2 separate regions of the Mus musculus genome follow, and region 2 is linked to region 1. A link is a contact called in public HiChIP or PLAC-seq data. All regions are on one chromosome and are shown on one strand. Each heading gives the region's core, a stretch centred on a gene start, on an enhancer-like site or on the middle of the called end of the contact. The rest is flanking DNA. Distances are from core to core; before and after follow the strand shown. Region 1 holds the start of Ppp4r1 (protein phosphatase 4, regulatory subunit 1). Region 2 overlaps Twsg1 (twisted gastrulation BMP signaling modulator 1).

What was found. HiChIP or PLAC-seq counts read pairs in DNA pulled down with a chosen protein or histone mark.
Region 2: a contact with region 1 is called in a FOXA1 HiChIP or PLAC-seq map of pancreatic cancer cells. The contact joins the enhancer-like site here to the promoter of Ppp4r1 in region 1. A contact is called at or near these places in 2 of 39 promoter capture datasets (the C10 cell line and pre-B cells), 4 of 484 Hi-C or Micro-C datasets (B cells, centroblasts, liver and 1 more), 2 of 115 datasets of contacts at active chromatin or transcription factors (the 230-238 cell line and pancreatic cancer cells) and 3 of 9 other capture datasets (adipose tissue, liver and pancreatic islet).

What each region holds. Positions count from the first base shown.
Region 1 is chr17:65,781,443-65,785,571 of GRCm38.p6, reverse strand. Ppp4r1 (protein phosphatase 4, regulatory subunit 1) reads right to left here and starts at 2,217. Exons shown (of 20, transcript NM_001114131.1): 1 at 2,123-2,217; 2 at 1,904-1,948. The coding sequence starts at 2,129.
Region 2 is chr17:65,937,208-65,941,336 of GRCm38.p6, reverse strand. It overlaps Twsg1 (twisted gastrulation BMP signaling modulator 1), which reads left to right. Exons shown (of 5, transcript NM_023053.3): 3 at 3,437-3,536. Among named protein-coding and RNA genes, the nearest start is that of Twsg1, 12 kb to the left of the region's middle. Within about 2 kb of position 1,661, at least 131 of the 459 cell types and tissues checked have an H3K27ac peak or open chromatin away from gene starts, as enhancers often do. A contact at or near this core is called in the 230-238 cell line, B cells, adipose tissue and 4 more, where this site is marked.

The DNA.
Region 1 (4,129 bases), core at 968-3,467:
TGTGTCAGTGTCTGTCATTTTTCTCCAACTCCTTGCCCACCTGAGTACCAAGATCCTGATTCCCCCCAGACAGACTGAGACCAGTCCGAGGCACAGCCAGACACAAAGACGTACACTTTATAAGAACAAGAGGCTCCGGCCTCAAAATTACCATCTGGGCAACATCTCCAATCCTAACCTTGGGAGAGATCTAAAATCAATAGGTGCTTTGATTATACATACTAAGCCAATTGAAGTGAGCTAAGGGAGAAAAAGCTATATGCAGAAGCTGTGCTTTACCGTGCTACTGCTCCCTAAAGACAACGACTTAAGGAGAGCACCCGTGTCCGTCCCCGAGCAGATTTAGCAACAGGTAGGTCTGCTAGGACTGCTTGCTTTAAAAATACTCTTTAGAGAAGCCTTCTGTGCTGGTTTGTGTTATATCAAGTTAACAAGGGTCGAGTCACCTGAGGAGGAAACCTCTTTATCTTGCCCTAGGCAATCCGGGGGGGGGGGCATTTTCTTAGGGACCCTTGTTGGGAGGACCTAGCCTGTTGTTGGTAGTGCCATCTCTGGATCCTGGGTGCTTTTGAGAGAGCAGGCTGAGTGAGCCAGGAGGAACAAACAACTAAGCAGCGCCCTCCATGGCCTCTGCATCAGCTTCCAGTTCCAGATTCCGGCCCTCATGATGAAGATGATGAACTGCAATAAGGAAGAATACGAGCCACAAACCTCTTCTCAAGTTGCCTTTGGCCATGTTGTTACATCATATCAACAGAAGTGCTGACTAAGGCACTTTCTCAAGGCAACACCTCCCATTGCTCAGAACAGGAATTTAAGTGGAGTAAAGAAAATCCTATCAGACAATGCTACTGACTATCTGCATAGCATTTGTAAGAGCAATTTTCGCGAAGGCATCTCTGGATTACCGGAACAGGTATGAAATCACACTCCCCAGTCCAGGCAGGCTCTCTCCCCTCACCAGACAGCTCTTGTATCACAGCAACCAGCTCAACTCTGCATATTTCTTGGTTTCAGATCTCCCATGAACTACACTTAATAACATTTTGTGCACACTTTATTCCTAAAATGCATTTTCCACCAGTCACTCTATCTGCAAACATTAACACGAGTAGAAAGCATTTCTACTTAAGTGTAATTCACAACTTCTTCCCATATAAAGTTAGCTAAGTCATAGTCTTTTCTGTCTCCAACCACCATTATTTTCTGAAGCTTAGAAAAACACAAAACACACTCAAAATGAAAGATATCTTTCTAAATAACTCATTTCCTTCACCACATGGAAACAATGTCCACAAGCTGACTGGGTTTTGTTTTTTGTTTTTTAATGTACAAAAAGAGTCAACTCTTTAAAAACTTTAATATCTCAACGGAAACCTGCAATTTTAGCATTTAAGTACCAGAATGAGCTTTGAACACTCCCAATTTTAAAAAGCTGCTCTCTGAACCTAGTCACTGCATCCTGCCAAGGTCACACCTACTAACCTCCCCGAAAATCGGAAATCAAATGTGTGAGTGAGTGGTGGTGGTGGGGACCCGAAACGGCTCAGAGGTCAAGTACAACACAGGTATGTAACCAGCACACACTAGGGCGAGGGAACCCCCGAGGGCGGGCCGAGCACCGCACGCCGCACAGCCCCCCGAGCCTTGCGGAAACACCTCCCGGCACCCGCCGCCTCCTTCATCGGGGCGAGGGTGCGGAAGACACTCAGGAAAAACACACCCATGTCCCCTCTCCGGCCTCCGCCCCACGGGCTTCTGCTTCCCCAACAGCCGCCCCGCGGCCCGAGCCTGCGGGCGGCGGCCGAGGTCCGACCACGCGGGTGCTCCCCAGCGCGGCGGGGTCCCGAGTCCGCCCGCTCGCCCGCCGCCCTCCGGGGCTGCCAGGCCACCCGCCACTCACGTCCGTCCGCGTCCTCCGGCAGGTCCTCCTGGAGCAGGGAGAGGTCTGCGCCGGGGGAGAGAAGAAAGGCCGGGTCAGCGTCCCGGGCCGGCGCCGCGCCCCAGCCGCCCGCCGCCCGCCCGGCGGCGCCTCCCCGCGCCGGCCTCTCCCGGGCACTGCCGAGCGCGGGGAGCCGCCGCCGTCGCCGCCGCCGCCGCCCGGGGAACTGGGGCCACGTACCCGCCATCTTGTGCTCGCCCCCGCCTCCTCGTCTCCCGGGATCCCGCTCCGCGAGCCGCTCAAGTAGAGAGCCGGTGGGCGCGCGCGGGCCGGCGGGGGCGCGCGCGGGGCGGGCCGAGGCCCGGGCCTGCGGCGGCGGCTCCCGTACGCCCGCCCGCCCGCGCGCCGCCCGCCGCCCGCTGCCCGCCGCCCGCCTCCCGCGCCCGGCCGGCCCGGCCCCGAGGCGCGCTCCCACCCGTGGCTAGAGGCGCCCTGGCGCCGAGCGTGCGGAGCGCGGCACGAGCTGCCCGCCGGGGGACCTGCGGCGTGTGCCCGAGCCGGGCGGGCGGGGTCCCCGCGGCCCGCAGCTCTGTTGGGTCACCGGCCTCGCCCACCGCTGGCCGCCGCCCGCTCCGCCGCGCGCCGCTCGTCGCCCGCGCCCCTCCCAGACCTGCTCGTGCGTCGCCGGCGGTCCGCGGCCGAGCCTCCCGCCTCCGAGTGGAGGAAGCGCCGCCTCCGCCCGCGCGCCCAGGCCTCGCGAGTGACTGAACAAAGCCCAGGCCCCGGGCCGGACGACGGTTTGAATGACAAAAGTTCCGCCGGCCCAGCCGGCCTGCCTTCCCGTGCGGCGCGGCACGTTAAAGCCCCGGCACCGGCTTCCGAGCCCGCGCGCTCCCCTGGCGCCCGCCCGAGCTGACCCTGAGCGGCCCGGGCGCGCGGGCCAGGCCGAGTCCAGTCACTCCGCGGTTCTTAGCCTTGTGACCGCAGGGAGGATCGCCGAGGATACCTGCCCCCTCCGCCTCTCCGGGGAATGGCAGACTGTCAGGAATCCAGCACCGTGCTTGCTACCTCGGGAGTCCGGTCGCCGGGTGCCTGGGATTGGCAGCGCTTTTCTCGAGTGAACTATCACACATCTTACTGGTCCCTTTGTTTGAAGAGAGTTAAACGGTTCTTGTAGGTTCCCCAGGCAAAGTAGGGCAAAATCCAGATTTTTCTGACTCCAGTTCGCCGTCCCATTTCTGTGAGTCTTAGGTCTAAATCCAACATCAGTGAGGTCTCCAGAATGGTCGCCCGTAAAATGAGTCTCATACATGATGCCCGTTTTTGAGTCTGATATGAAAAAAGGAGGATTTTAAAGGTTCAGCTTGTTCCTTTCTGCACCATAGTCCTAATTCAAGGCAACATATTGGCATTTTAAAACACGGGGAATCAGAACAAGTTGTAGGTGGTCTTTGGCTACTTTGTGTGTTCTTTCTTCCACCCCTCTTCTTTCACCCTTTCAACTCCCTAATACTAAAAAAGGGTAGGGGTGGAAGGGGCCATCATTATATATTGGACTACTTCCTGCTGATGAGGGTTGATGAGCTTCTTGGAGCAAGCTTGATCTTCGTAGTCAGGTATATCTAATTTCTTCTTCCTGTTTCTTTACTCACAACTACTTAACAAACAGCAACCAATCTCTCCCGCCCTAGTATTTACATACCCTCTGGAAAGTCTCCGGAATCCCAAATGGCAGAAACTATTTGTAGCTGGCAAATTCACACCCCTGCTAGAGCATGAGGCAACTCACTGTCAGCTTCTGTGGACAATATGAAGCAGCCCCATATCTCACACCTGGGATTAGAACAAAAACAAATTCCCATAAAAATTTTCTGTGTTTTTCAACAAAACCAAATTCTCACTACACTCAGTCATCAGATCCTCTTAAGCACAAGTAATCGCATCTGCTCAGGGAAATGAGTTAGCCACCGTTTCCCCAACATCTCTCCCTGTTGCATATTACTTAACATAAAACACAGATTGTATAATATAAATTGAAATTCTAAGAGATTAAAACAATCAAATAGATCCTATAGCTCCAAAACCTGTCTAATTTCTCAAATACACGATAATTAAATACCAAACTTCCACATGCATTTTTCTTTGAAGAATTTTTTTTTTTTTTTTAAAGACAGCCTCTTGCTGGTCTGAAAGTCACTAAATCTAGCTTGCTAGAAAGCCCCAGGAGCCCACGTAGTGGTAGTGCAC
Region 2 (4,129 bases), core at 412-2,911, 160 kb before region 1:
ATCTCTCCTTCCTTTTACTCTGACCTGTGGCTACGCAGTTAGATTTTTGGTTTGCACCCGTCTCCTCTCTCAAACATCTTCTGTATTGGCTTTCTCCTGCCCACCCCTTTTCCTGCATTTTAGTTTGGCTCTGCGTTCTGTTTTTTAAGGAAGGGTTAATATGGCTCCAGCTGGTCTTTAGTTTGCTGTGTCGCAAAGGCTAGTCTTTAATTCTTGATCCTCCTGGGTCTTCCTTCCTGAGTGCTGGGATTAAAGATGCCTGCTCTCAAGCCTGGCTCCATTTCTGCTTTACAGTTTGTACTTGCCGGAATGTCTTATAACTAAAGCCACGCACTGTGAGTCTGTCGCCCATACCTGCCCTCTCTCACGTAGTGTATATTAAATGCTGAGAGTTGAGCTGGAGAATGGCTAAGCAGGAAAGGTGTTAGCTATGACATGACCTGAGTTTGATTACGGTGCTTGTCCCATGACGTGCACACACACACCACTTCATGTGTGCCCATGCACATGTGTAGACACATAATTAATTTTAAAAATTAAACAGTTACACTCAAATTTCACCTTACTTTCCTTTCATTTAAACTTTTTAAGAAGTGTGCATATTCTCACTAAACCCTCCTGCTAGTTTCTGAAGTTATGAGGATAACCCATAATGTTTAGTTTTTCCATTTAGTATGAATTTTCTTTTTTTTCATTATAAAGTTATTGAACAGTGTGGTCATCAAAATTTCAGAGCACCTACTGGGATCCTTCACCACACAGGGAACAAACATTGAGTTTCCTGCTTTGTGTGTGAGGCTAGAGTCAGAAGAACTGCTGTCACTGTGAACTGGGGTCATCCTCACGTGAAGGAGTCGGACAACAGATGATGCTACCCGTAACCAGCTGAAGCAGTGAGAGAAGTGAGCGCTGGGTTAGCGTCTCGGCTGAGCGCTCAGCCAGTCCTGGTATACCGTCACGAGCAGTGGCTCGGCCCTGGCATCAGCACTGAGAGCTTAAACAGCCTACAGGGCTTCATCTGAGGACTGCTTGGTTTTTCTCTAAGAAAGAATAACAACCAGGTGTCGAAATGCTAGGCATGATTATGCTTTGTCTCTCATCCCAAACGGTTTGAAACAGTAATGTCCAATTCAAACCAGAGTCAGATCCTAGCCACTTACCGACCGAATGTCCTGTGGATTTTATACCTTCATTTGAAAAAATGAGACTCATCTACCCTAATGGGAGCTCCGGGAGGTAGGAGGCAGTGAGCTGGACAGAGAGCAGCCGTGTGTAAACACAACCGACGGCAAAACTGGGGAATGTGGCCACAGAAAGGAATTGGAAGCTTTGAGTCACTTTCTGTTTGAGACTTCTGTGAATGCTGTGTTTGGTTTGATCACATGTTCCATTTGACTAAGCAGCACTGAAGTTTATTCATAGTGAGGCTGGTAAAATATATAAATAACCCAGTTCCAAGAAAATGTCACATTTTACCTCTGTCGTTTTTTCTGTTTGAGAAGTGGAGGGTTTTCAAATACATTTATGTTTTTCTAAAGTAGAGGGGAAAGCTAAGAAGGTTTTTGACGTCAGTTTTAAAGAACAAGGCATCGTGGTACACATCTGTAATCGTGTCTCTCAGGAGACTAAGGAGGACTGCAGGGTCAGGGCAGCCGTGCACAGTCAGGCCTGTCAACAGCAAGGACAACAGAACAGCAAGGACGTTACACAGTGAGGGAGAGGTCGAGAAGAAACCTAGGGCACTAAGGATTGCTGCAGAGATCTCTGCAGTTTTCTATCAGGGTATTATATAAATCATTATTTTGTTAGACATGCATCAGAGGCATGAGACGATAGAGCAGTGAACTAAGCCCTTACCCTCTAAGCATGAGGACTGGTGTTCCGATCCCCAGTGGTGTGGTGGCCTGCCCACAGCCCCACTTCACAGGAGGTGAACGCCGGAGCAGGCTGCCTAGTCAGGCTAGCAGAGACCAAGAGCTGTGACCTGGCAAGAGATTCTGCCTCCATATATATACATGGAGAGCAATCGAGGAAGACACTTGAAGTCACCTCAGGACTCAACATGCACACATGCACCTTTACACACACACACACACACACACACACACACACACACTGCCTGTGCGAAGCCAGAGGACAACTTACTAGAGTATCCTCCAGTGCCCAGCCGTGCCACCTGCACTCCTCAGGTGCCTGCTGGCCCTTGTCATCTGCAGCTGCTTCCTGTAGCTGCTGGTCACCCTTGGGGCAGGTTGACCCTTGGCTACCTGACTTGACTGGACTTGGGATAGCTCAGTCTGCAACATTCTCAAGCTGGTTCTGGCTACAGTTCCTAAGGCTTGGAGAGCGAGAGACTGGCCAGCTCTCCTCTTGAGTGCTAACCCATTGTGCTAATCTCGTCCCCTTTATTTATGGTGCTTTCTGACTTTGTTTGAAGTTGTCCGTTCTCTTATCCTGACTTTTCTCATTCACTGTATTACATGGAGGCTGCTTCTTGTCCACCATCCTTGCCCAGGTCTCTTCACCGTAAAGCCTCTGCCCCATAATGGGAGTGGTCGTGGAGTTTCAGTGCAAAGAGGGAAAACACCATGCCTGTAAATAATTATGAAAGCACAGTGCTTCAGTGTATCATAGATTAATAAATGAAATTGTGAATGTGGGGCCACAGATAGAATGGCACACCTTGCATGACCTGGGCAAACACACCACTATTGGGTTGTCTGTACCATTAGCCCTCACATAGTAATTTTGGGTTTGGAGTGTTGGCCAGTGAACCCAAGACCTTGCTTGCTGGGTAAGTGCTTTACTTACGAAGCGACATCACTGGCTCTTGCTATTGGATGCATTTCTGTTTGTTTTAGACAAAGTCTTGCTATGTAGCCAGGCTGGCCTTGAAATTGAATTGTAATTCACTTAGATCAGCCTCTGGGTGGGGGGTGGGGACGTTATATAAATTCCAGTAGGATCCAAACTAACAATTTTAAAAAGATATTGGTATTTTGTTTTGGAAAAAAATGTTTATGGTTATATTTTACCTGTATGTATGCATGTATGTATGTGTACTATGTGTTGTGTCTGTGTGTGTGTGTGTGTGAGTGTGTGTGTGTGTGTGTGTGTGAGTGTGTGTGTGTGTGTGTGTGTGTGTGTGTGTGTGTGTGTAGGCTAGAAGAGCGTGCCAGATCCCCTTTAACTGGAGTTGCAGATGGATGTGAGCTGCTTGCCGAGCGGATGCTGGGGACCTGTCTTGGTCCTCTAGACTAGCCAGTGCTCTCTGCTCTCAACCACTGATGGTAGTTTTGTTCCTGGAAATGATGTTGTTGAATAAAAAGTCTATCAGGAATGAATGTTTATAAATGAAAATGCTGCGGTTATTTTTTGCTCAGAGTTTTGGTTGCAGTTGTTTGGGGTTTGGCTTTAAAATCTGCCCTGTTCTTAGGAGCTCTGCCAGTGCCGGCCTGGAGAAGGGAACTGCCCCTGCTGTAAGGAGTGCATGCTGTGCCTCGGGGCCCTGTGGGACGAGTGCTGCGACTGTGTCGGTGAGTCCACAGGCCAGGGCCAGCTTCTAAGTCACAGAATAGGATCCTTGACTAAATGATGCAGGGGGCGCACGCGTGCACACACACACACACACACACACACACACACTGTTGTTACCTTCTGTCAGGTTCCCTTATAGACCTTTGCAGTCCTGGGGCTGCCCTTCCTTTTAGGTTGAAGCTGTCCCCACACTTTTCACAGGTGAGGTACATCCTCTGAGAGGACTCCAGTAAGAACACAGCCTTTGTCTTCTGCCTCAGTTATATGTACCTTCGTATATATTTTGTCTTTCTTCCCAACTCCCTGCAACAAGAGTTTCTCAGCCGCCAGGCTGGGTGGCAGGAGGCCTGTAATCCCAGCTATTCAGGAGACTGAGGCAGGAGGATCACAAATTCTAGGCATGCATGTGCTCACAGAATGACTTTAATGCCTACCTGACTCAAAATAAAACAAATAATTAAATTAACAAAACAAGAAAAAGAAAGAAAAAAAGCATGACAAAGGGCTCTCGGTGGTAGAGCACGGTTTCAGCCATGTGTGAGGCCCTAGTGAGACTACACTACCAAAGGGGACAAGGTGGGAGGGAGGGGAA